Linked DNA regions of Mus musculus: regions 1 and 2 are each linked to region 3. Evidence: chromatin contacts called from public promoter capture Hi-C data. All regions are on one chromosome and are shown on one strand. The core of a region is the stretch at or near the end of the contact, and the rest is flanking DNA. Distances in the headings are between cores, read along the strand shown. Region 1 holds the start of Nhsl2 (NHS-like 2). Region 2 has its middle 24 kb from the start of Tsx. Region 3 holds the start of Hdac8 (histone deacetylase 8).

Evidence for each region. Promoter capture Hi-C pulls out the DNA fragments that hold promoters and counts their contacts.
Region 1: a promoter capture Hi-C map of second pharyngeal arch cranial neural crest shows a contact between it and region 3, with 2.8 times the contacts expected there. The contact joins the promoter of Nhsl2 here to the promoter of Hdac8 in region 3. A contact is called at or near these places in 3 of 39 promoter capture datasets (frontonasal cranial neural crest, hippocampal neurons and second pharyngeal arch cranial neural crest).
Region 2: a contact with region 3 is called in a promoter capture Hi-C map of embryonic stem cells, with 5 times the contacts expected there. The contact joins the enhancer-like site here to the promoter of Hdac8 in region 3. A contact is called at or near these places in 5 of 39 promoter capture datasets (the 3T3-L1 cell line, cranial neural crest, embryonic stem cells and 2 more), 14 of 484 Hi-C or Micro-C datasets (CD4 T cells, the G1E-ER4 cell line, the N1E-115 cell line and 10 more) and 2 of 115 datasets of contacts at active chromatin or transcription factors (astrocytes and embryonic forebrain).

What each region holds. Positions count from the first base shown.
Region 1 is chrX:101,847,877-101,850,943 of GRCm38.p6, forward strand. Nhsl2 (NHS-like 2) reads left to right here and starts at 1,509. Exons shown (of 8, transcript NM_001163610.1): 1 at 1,509-1,971. The coding sequence starts at 1,692.
Region 2 is chrX:103,437,212-103,440,317 of GRCm38.p6, forward strand. It overlaps Tsix. Among named protein-coding and RNA genes, the nearest start is that of Tsx, 24 kb to the left of the region's middle. Within about 2 kb of position 1,735, at least 8 of the 459 cell types and tissues checked have an H3K27ac peak or open chromatin away from gene starts, as enhancers often do. A contact at or near this core is called in embryonic stem cells, where this site is marked.
Region 3 is chrX:102,503,693-102,506,864 of GRCm38.p6, forward strand. Hdac8 (histone deacetylase 8) reads right to left here and starts at 1,466. Exons shown (of 11, transcript NM_027382.4): 1 at 1,262-1,466; 2 at 707-759. The coding sequence starts at 1,372. Gm32262 (a long non-coding RNA gene) reads left to right here. Exons shown (of 14, transcript XR_003953070.1): 14 at 887-1,634.

The sequences.
Region 1 (3,067 bases), core at 259-2,758, 660 kb before region 3:
TCGACAAATAATAATTACATATGTGTAGGGCACGGTATTATGTTTTGATATTTGCATTGAAGAATTAATAAATAAAGCCAATGAATATAGCCATCATGTCACATACTAATTTTGTGTAGCAAAACATTTAAAACCAGAGATTCTCTTTAAATTTACTTTATTATTTTAAGTGTATAAGCATTTGCCTGCATGTAGGTCTGGTGCCCTCAGAGCTGAGAAGAGGGTGTTGGATCCCCTGGAACTGGAGTTACCGAGAGCTGTGAGCTGCCAGGTGGGTGCTGGAAATTGAACCCAAGTCCTCTGGAAGAGCAGCCAGCGTTGCTGTTAATGATTGTACCATCTCTCCAGCCTGCATAGAGCTTTCTTGAACTGTCTAAGGAACAATTAACTTTTCTGAAGCAAAGAATGGAAACAGTCCACATTGTGTTAGTGTGGGCACAAGTGTTTTGTTTAAAAATATTTTGCTAATAGATTCTGTGGGCTTATACTCAACAGAGCATATGTAGGATGAAAAGGAGCACAGCCCAAATGAAAGCAGAGCAGTGGAGAAACCATTGAAAGTTCAGTGTGAGCAGCTTTGGGTGGAAATGTCCCAAGTGCATGCAGACATAGAATACACTAAAGGTACTCTACTTGTCTGAGCACATTTTACCTTCTACAGTTGAGAGAAATCGGGGCTGTCTGCACTGAAAGCACATCTCAGCTCCTGAAACCCCTCTTCTGGGATACTACAGGAGCTCATTGTGCCCCCCAAAGGAAACAGATCGGTGTTCCCTTTTGGCACAAAATGCAAACTGGATCCCTCAATCCCAACGAAATAAGTTACTCCACAAAATGGGTTTGTATTTATTCGCTCTTGCCTTTACAGTTCCACAGTGCTAGGGTCACTTCCCTCCTGGACAGTCAAATAAGATACTTGGTTCTCTCTCCTCTGATTCTAAGGTTCTGGCCGCTAGCTTGCTCAATGGAGACTGGTGCGTGGCAAGGAGTATATTTTAGAAGGAAAACTAGATGCATGAAGCCAGACTTCGTGTCTCTGCTGTGACTCGCTCGTATGTACGCCGGTGTGTCTGCATTGTTCAGTATTTACAAAGAAAGTTAAGTTTAAAAAACAAAGCAGAAAACAACCTTAACCCGGGTTAAGGTACTGGGCCTGAAGCTCCTCAGGAGGACCCGGGCACATTTTGCGCACCGACCATCACAAACACACATTCACACAGACTTCCCTCGGTTAACTCTCAGCTTCTTTCTACTCTTCTTTCCTTTTTTTTTTTTTTTCCTTTTCTTCTCTCCCGGATCAAGCGTTAATCTGCGAATTTTTGACCGCAAAAGAAAGAAAGAAAGAAAGAAAGAAAGAAAGAAAGAAAGAAGAAGAAGAAAGGGGATGGTGGGGGTGGGGTGAGGAGGAATCCCGAAGTAGCTGAGTGAGCTGAGCGAGGGAGGAGGAGAAAGCCAGGGAGGAGGAGCCCAGTGGAGCAGAGTCAGAGGGACTGGTGGCTCCTGCGAGTGTGCAGCCCGCGGGGAGCCGGCGCTGCAGGCTGTGAAGCCGCCTGCCCGCACAGCCGCCCGTGCCTCTCGCTCGCCCGCGCCCGCGTCCCGGGCCCTGCTCCACCAGGACCGCCGCTGCCTCTCAGGATTCCCGAGTGCCACAAGGCTAGCGGACCGGGTCGGTCCCCGCGCCCGCGCCCGGGATGCCGTTCTACCGGCGCACTGTGGTGCCCCAGCGTCTGTGCCCGCGCAACCCTCCGCAGCCGCTGGCTGAGCTCCGCGACGTGAGCCACCTGGCCGCGCTCAGTCTGCTCCGCCAGCTCGCAGACCTCTGCGGCCACTCGCTGGCTCTGCTGGAGGACCTCGAGGGGCACCTGCTGGCTCTGGGGCGCCGCACCGACAGCCTGTACCGGCGCACCGTCCGGCTCCGCCGCCGCCTTCCCTGTCGCCTGCTTGGCCCGGAGGATGATGAAGAATTGCTAGGTAAAAGGCGCGAGGCGCCCGCGACCCTCTCCCACCCGCCTCTGGGGATGTCCCGCTGGGTCTGCCCGTGGCCGCCCCTCAAAGATCGAGGGACACGGCCTCCAGGACGCCCTCCCGCCGTCCGATCCTTCCGGGATCCGCTCGCCCGGTCCCGAGTGGCCCTCTGCTTAGGTCTGGGGGCTGCCGCCACCTCTGGAGTGCTTGGTGGAGAGGGAGGGGATCCGTAGGGTCCTGGGCGGCGCAGACCAAAGAGTCCCGGTGGCTCCGGGAACCGAATGGCCGTGCCTGCGTCTCTCCTGATGGGCCACTTTGGAAATCGCGCCCGAGCTGCCCGCCTGCCTCCCGGGCGGCGGGGGCCGCTGCAGCCAGACCCGTGGGACCTCGTGCCGGACTGCGAACGGGCTTCCCGCGCCCAGCCGTCTCCGAGCTCCCTTCCCGCTCGCTTCTCCCCGCACACTCCGCGTTGCCTCGCTGGGAGTGGCCGGCAGGGGGAGGGGAGACTGCCCAGGGCTTAGCGGATTCCATACCCCAAACCCCCGCCCCAGCCGCTAAGGTCCGGCTGCCCAGATTTGCGGGAGAGAACCATTTAAAGAGACTGTCATCGGTTTTCTTAAAAATGTGCTCGCCAGCCATGCCCGAGAAACGCCAGGTCCCGGGAGTTTCCTTACTGAACACTAGGAACCTGTGAGACTGGAGGCGGGCGGGAGCTCAGGCTCTTTACTACTTTGGATCTCAACACTTTGGATAGGGAGGACCTCTTCTGCAAAAAACGCAGCGTTCCCTTAGAATGTGGGACTTCTCTTAAACGGGGTCGGGGCTGAGTATGTTTAAAAATGCTGAGAGTAGAGGAGGAATGGCAGGTAACAGGGCCAATTGCCACCTAGGGAAGGCTAGGAAGGGGTGTCGGGGGAGCAGTGTGCCAGAAAGTTTCAGAAGGAGGTGGAAGATGGCTACTTGCTGACTTTTGAGGGAGGCCTTGGGAGAGAATTGTCTGGGTCAGCCTTTCTTCCTTGCAGACTCCACCCCTAACAAAATGACAGGAGTCAGAGGTTCTGGCGCCCCTCTTCCTTCATAAAGGTCTCTGTCCTTTGAGGTA
Region 2 (3,106 bases), core at 485-2,984, 930 kb after region 3:
ATGATGATGATCATCAGGGATGTGGGCTATAAATTTTTAACTTTCTTTTGTGTCTCTTTCTGGCTTTGATATCAGGATCACTCTGGCATCATGAATTGAGTTAGATAGCATCCCTTCTGCTTCGGCTCTTGAGAGATTTTAAGCATTGACTGATTGTAAGGTCTCCTTTTGCAAACGTGATTTGAGTTTGTTATTGGTGTAGCTTAGTTTCATCAGCTTCTTAAAAAAAATTTTTTTTCAAGAAAAACAGCATTTTAAAATTTTGTATTTACGCTCGAGCCTTTGTCATTTCTGTTTTCTGCCAAGGTTTTCCTGCAGGTGGTGGTGACTCAGAGATTCCTTCCTTAGGAATGCGCATCTGTAACTCCCCCCACCCCCCAATACACACACCTTTGTGCGGCTTTAGCTTCATTCATTCCATTAGGTTTTAGGTATTATCTTGTATCTTTATCCCATTTCCAGTTGTCTCCTGATACATTCTGCTTGTCTGGCATTGTTTGTCTCTTTATTGGTAGAGGGAGATTCTCCCCACGCATTCCAGGCAGCCTTTGAGCTTCTGATCCTCCTCAGCCTTCCAGATTTGGGGGATTGCAGAGATGCACCGCCAATGACAAGCAAAATCCCTAACTAAATCCCTTCCCCTCACACCCCATTTGTTCTTCTGGAGTGTGCTCTGAAGTGTTAGCTTCCAAATCTTTATGAATGCTCACTTCTTAATGCTATTGATTTTGAGCATCGGTTGTGTTGATGGTGTTGGTCTCCTATTCATGCATGTTGTCTCCGATCAATGACTTCTCTGCCCGTGAAACGAGACTATTCAAGTCCGATTGCATTAAAGGTAGGCTTATTGGGGAACTGCTCTCGGGGAGTTCACTGGCTTCAAGGATTGAGGAGTTGCCATGGGGAGAGGGGAGAGGAGAAAAGGGAAGAAGGGGTGCGCTCGTGCAGAGAGGAGAAGGGTGGGGCGCAAAATGTCTAGATAACATTGGAAAGAACGTCTTGTGGAAGGGCAGCTAAGCCCCTGAACTGGAAAGTTCAAGGTTGGGAACAAGGTATATCAGGCAGGGACTGAACGCTGCTAGTAGAACCTGGAAGCCAGGTCTGCATTGATATGTAAAATAAGCACTTCTGTCCCTTGTCCGGGGGTCAAAACCAGTCTACCGTTTTGTTTTGTTTTAGCACTTTTACCATGTTAATCATAATTAGATGTACCATCTAATCCTTGCAGATGTCTACCACGCCTGAATTTGGTTCTGATCTGTATTTTCTAGCTGAGATTTTTTTGTTTTAGTAAGCTTTACATACAGTGTTTGATGTGGTTGAAAATGAGGGCTATACCATGTGTCCACTGTTTGATACAGCCAGAGGGATCCCAGGTTGGAGAATGTTCCAAGTGTCTTTATTTTTCCTAATTTGTTGCTTTGGTTGCTCTAGAGACTTCTTGAATTAGTTCTGAGTTGTATGACACGTTATTGTATTTCTCTGATATTACAGGAGGCCTTGATGGTGGCAGGGTGTTCATTAGCTGTATCTATGCCACTCAACTGTGGTCATCACAGCGATTCTTCTTGGGTCTTGTACAGTTTTCCTTCCCGTCGGTTAAGCAGAAGCGTGGTGGGCTAGAATTGGGCTTTTTTTTCCCTCCCTTCAGGTCGGTTTGAGTCTTATGAAAGCTAAGGTGGGGCAATGTTCGAGCTCAGGAGTTGCATGTCAGCCTGGGGATTAAGGGACTCAGTTACTTGAATTTCTAATGAGTCACGTTTGTCTGAGGCTGAAGCTAGGAGAGCAGACTGCTATGGGGGTGTTTCAGAATGCTTCCTTTTCTCTTTCTGTTCCAATCCCTATGGAGATCATTTTCACTAAAAAACATGCTCTAGGGCTCCTATGAAGAAAAGTCACAAAAGTGTATTGCTCGCTGGATATAGCCTGGATTATCTTATTATTAAATTTATTCAAACAAACCTTCCAAGAAAGCGTCAGTTTGTTTTCCTGTGTTCACACTGTCTGTGGACAGGAGCTGTTTTCTCACTCATCAGCAAGTCGCTGCTCTCTCTAAGAGACTTTGTAATTTGGGGAATGTTATTTCCCTGATAGAGTCGAAGAAATTGTTCATTTTATTCAATTTTTTTTGTGATGCTAAAAATGATGGCTTTGGCCTGGTGTGGTGGTTTTTTTAATGGTGTTTTTGTTTTTTAATAACACACTGGGTCCCGTTTGTGCCAACCAACCATATATGCATGGAGATGGGGTCATCCATTGCAGGTTGATGGATCTATCAGAGGGCCACACCATTAACTCCCAATGGCTCCTCAGCGGTAGATCGAGTACCTCCCCTAGTATTGGAATCACAGCTGCTGTGAGCTCCTGAGCACCGGTCCTGTCACTGCTGCTTAACCCCCAGCCCAGATGGCCCCTGTCTTAAGTGATTTTCTCTGAGGTTTGCATGTAACTGTGTGATATAGATGCTCCATTTAGAACTGAGCACCCTTCACACTCTACAGATACTATTCTCTCCATTTTGACCACATCAAAGCCCTGGTCACTACACAAAGAAGTGTCTCTGGGGAGGTCTGAGAGCTACCCTAATCCATGGGTCTAGAAGTATTCATTTAAAAGATCATTTATTTGTTCGTTTCTTTATTTACTTAATGTATATGTGTTCTCTGTCTTCATGGACAATGAAAGAGGAAATTAGATCCCATTGTAGATGGTTGTGGGCCACCATGTGCTTTGAGCCACCATGTGGTTGCTAGGAATTGCATTCAGGTGCTCTGGAAGAGCAAGCAGCCAGTGCTCTCAACCACTGAGCCAGCCTCTCCCGTTGGAGGTCTGTATTTAGAGAGGAGTTAGACGATGTGTCTGATAAGCAAAATAATAATGGATGGTCCACCACTATCACCCCAAGGGTCTTTGAGTGTCCAAGTTGTGGGTTCTTGGTCAGATTTACAGCACCCATTTTTTTTAACTGTCTTTTTAATGTTTCTTTTATGTCAGTATTTACAAGTATAAATTTCCTATTACAACTATTACTCCATGCTACAACTTCTGGTCTGCTGCTACTTTGAGATGCTTTTATCCATCTTCATATTTTATAATTTCCCTTCTT
Region 3 (3,172 bases), core at 216-2,715:
CAGTGAGACTCTGTCTCAAAACAACAACACATTCCAAAAGAATGTACACACTAAAAATGACTTAATACTAAGAATAAAATATGAAAACCTATTATATTACTTTCTGTGAAGAAAATGCAGCATTAGGTGATCTAGCCAGTCACGTAGTTGGTCAGTAATGAGAAAACCTGATTTGACATGTGCCAGGTCCATAATACTTTCATTTATGACATTAAATATAGAATTGGCAATCAACAGAAAGCTTGTTTTTGGCTTGTTTTTGAGAAGGATGTAGCTAGCTTTACTTGTGTGGTCAACAGAGACCAGGTTAAAGTTTGGTGGTGATGGGGGTGGGGTAGCAGATCTAAGTCTCAAATTGAACCCACATCCCCAAATCTAGCTTTAGAAAACAAACAAAATCCAGACCAAATATAAAACAAAACATTTTCCAGCTTAACACCTCCTCACATGTCTAGAAGCAAAGTCTCTTTTCTAAGGGATCTTAACCCCTTCGTGTGCCTTTCCCAACTGTTCTCAAGCTTTCCCGGCGGTACAAGCATCTAACAAAGACTATGAACACCCCACTCCCACACAAGCTTTTTTTTTTTTTTTTTTTTGAACGCAGCATTTCTCGCTGGTTAGTCCCACTGGGAGGAGACAAGGTGTTAAGGCTATGAACACGCCTGCCCTCAGAAATGATCATGTTCAGAAAGGTCAACGCACTTACCTCATTTGTTTATGCAGGGCATAGGCTTCGATCAGAGAGTGGACCATACTGGCCTGAAACAGCATCAAAGAAAGGCAGAGCAGTCTCCTTAAGGTTCAATGTACTGAAATGCCATTAACAACAACAGCCTGCGCGGAGAACTAACTACTTTCTCTCTTCTCCCTTCTGTCACTTTAACAGAATACACTTAAGACAAACACAGAGTCTCAAAATCGCCAAGATTCGAAGCTCCCCAGCTTTACTAACGCAAGTGATGGAATACTCTCTCCTAACAGTTTGTGGTCCAGGACCCCCTATTGGTAACTCCGCTCACCTCTGCGCCAATCCTTCCCCTCCCCCGCCCCCCGCCCCCACTCGAGCGTTGGATGCCCCACTGCGCTCTCTGAAGGTAATGAACCACTTCCTTCTGCTCGGCTTGGCGTGCCTGGCACTGCTAGTTACATTTTTGCTGAAGGTATCCTTCAGTCCAGTTTTCTCGTTTCCTAATGTACTCCCTTTCACACCCTCCCACCCCCATCCCCGCAAACCGTGGTCTTTGATCCAGACCTCTCTTACCCGTTTGGGGACCTTCACAAGGGAGTCGCAGATGCTGACATACTCGGGACTGTAAATATAAACCGGGGGTAGTGAATGCCCACTGTTGGCGGGTTCCTCTGGCATCTCCATCTCCCACTTCCAACCGTCCGCGAGCCAAAGTCTGGAGCCAACAGTTTTCAGACTCAGCCTGAGCTCCAGTTCCTGCTCCTCTGTTCAGCCCCAGCGGTGCTCCCTTGTCAACATTCCCTCCTATTTAGATCGCCGGAGACAGTTTCCCTGGTCCCTCGTCCAACTACAGGGATGGATGGGCCCTTCCAGACCAGATGCCTTCTACTGATGACCACAGTTCAAAAAAGGTGCCTGACAGATATAAAAACCAAATAACTGCCAATTGGGATCAATTTTTTCATGGCACAAGTAGCACGGTCAAAAGTAACCAGCCTTGTTGCCCTACGGGGCCATTTGAAATGAGGTCAGACCAGCTCCAAAGCATGCTGGGAGATGTAGTTTTAAAGGAGTATGGTAACAGAAAGAAACACAGCTAAACACTAAAAAAACGTGGTTTCAAGTTTTGGCGCTAAGAGTCTGAACTCTTTTAAGTTTTCAAACTGCAAATATCATTTAAATATTTAAATAGAGGTAAACTATACATTCAATAGCAGGCAAGACCACCACCCAGCTACATTAGCTAATGGTGCTAAGGCTGAGGATTGTTTGAAATGTTTACAGAGTAAATTTCGTGCTGCAACTTTAGTTCGCTACTTTTCATCACTGTCTGAAAGAGATTAACAGCCTCTCCAATAATCCACTCTGACAAACCCGATGTCACCTTCCTAAAACTGAGACAGGGACTGTGGAGCTTTCATGTGATGAAAAGCAAGGGTTCTCTCCCAAGTAGTGGGAAAACACACCTCCCCCATCCCCCAACACACAGCCACTTTTTCTTTCATTTGCTTCTGAAGCTAAACAACGGTTAGGGCAAATGTTTTAGGTTTGGTGTACAGGGTGTTAGTGTGTCCCCAGGCAGTGTTATTTCCACCAGAAGTTTGGGGGTTCTGGATGCCTACAAGATCTGAGCCTAGCTGGTCAATTCCCAGACTCCCAGCACTCAGACCATCCTCAACTGACACACTGAGGCCTCCGAGACAGGCCCAGATTTGTACTTTCTTTAAAAGACAAGCTTGCTTTAAACTTTTGTTTCGTGATAAGCACTTTGGATATTATCTTAATCCTTTCAACAGTTCTATGACGCAAGCTGTAACATGTCCACTTTGCAGATGTACTTTGGAGGGTAAAAACTATTCTCGGTCACACACTGAGGTAGGAAAACAATCCAAAATTAGCTCTACCTAACACCCAAAACCTAAATACTCCTTTTACTATGTGAATTTGATGCTTCCAGGTTGACTTTCTGCTATACCTGTGGTCAATATTCGATTTAGTATCCCAATACTTAATATTCTTGCAATCTTGAGGTATGTACGTGTGTGTGTGTGTGTGTGTGTGTGTGTGTGTGTGTGTGAGAGAGAGAGAGAGAGAGAGAGAGATATGCATTTGTTCTCCAATTAGAATGGAACAAGTTATGCTTCATTTGTATTTGTCTATAGAACTAGTTCAAAGCACTGTAATCATTCAGTTACCCAAGCACTTCTATGAACTGAGTGCACTATTAAGCACTTCTATGAACTAAGTGTACACTTTAGCTTTGGATTCAAAGATACACTGCACTCTCAGGGAATCTGCATTATAATAGATAAGATAAGGCTACTTCATTTGAAACCATATTAATAACAGAGCCAGATAATGAATGGAGGGCACTTAGCTTACTTAATAGGCATAAAGTACTTAACAATAAATGGTTAAGTAGGATTCTTACTAGCATTTCAGAATATCTTATGAGATGCACAATACTGTGCTTGGTGAGGATGA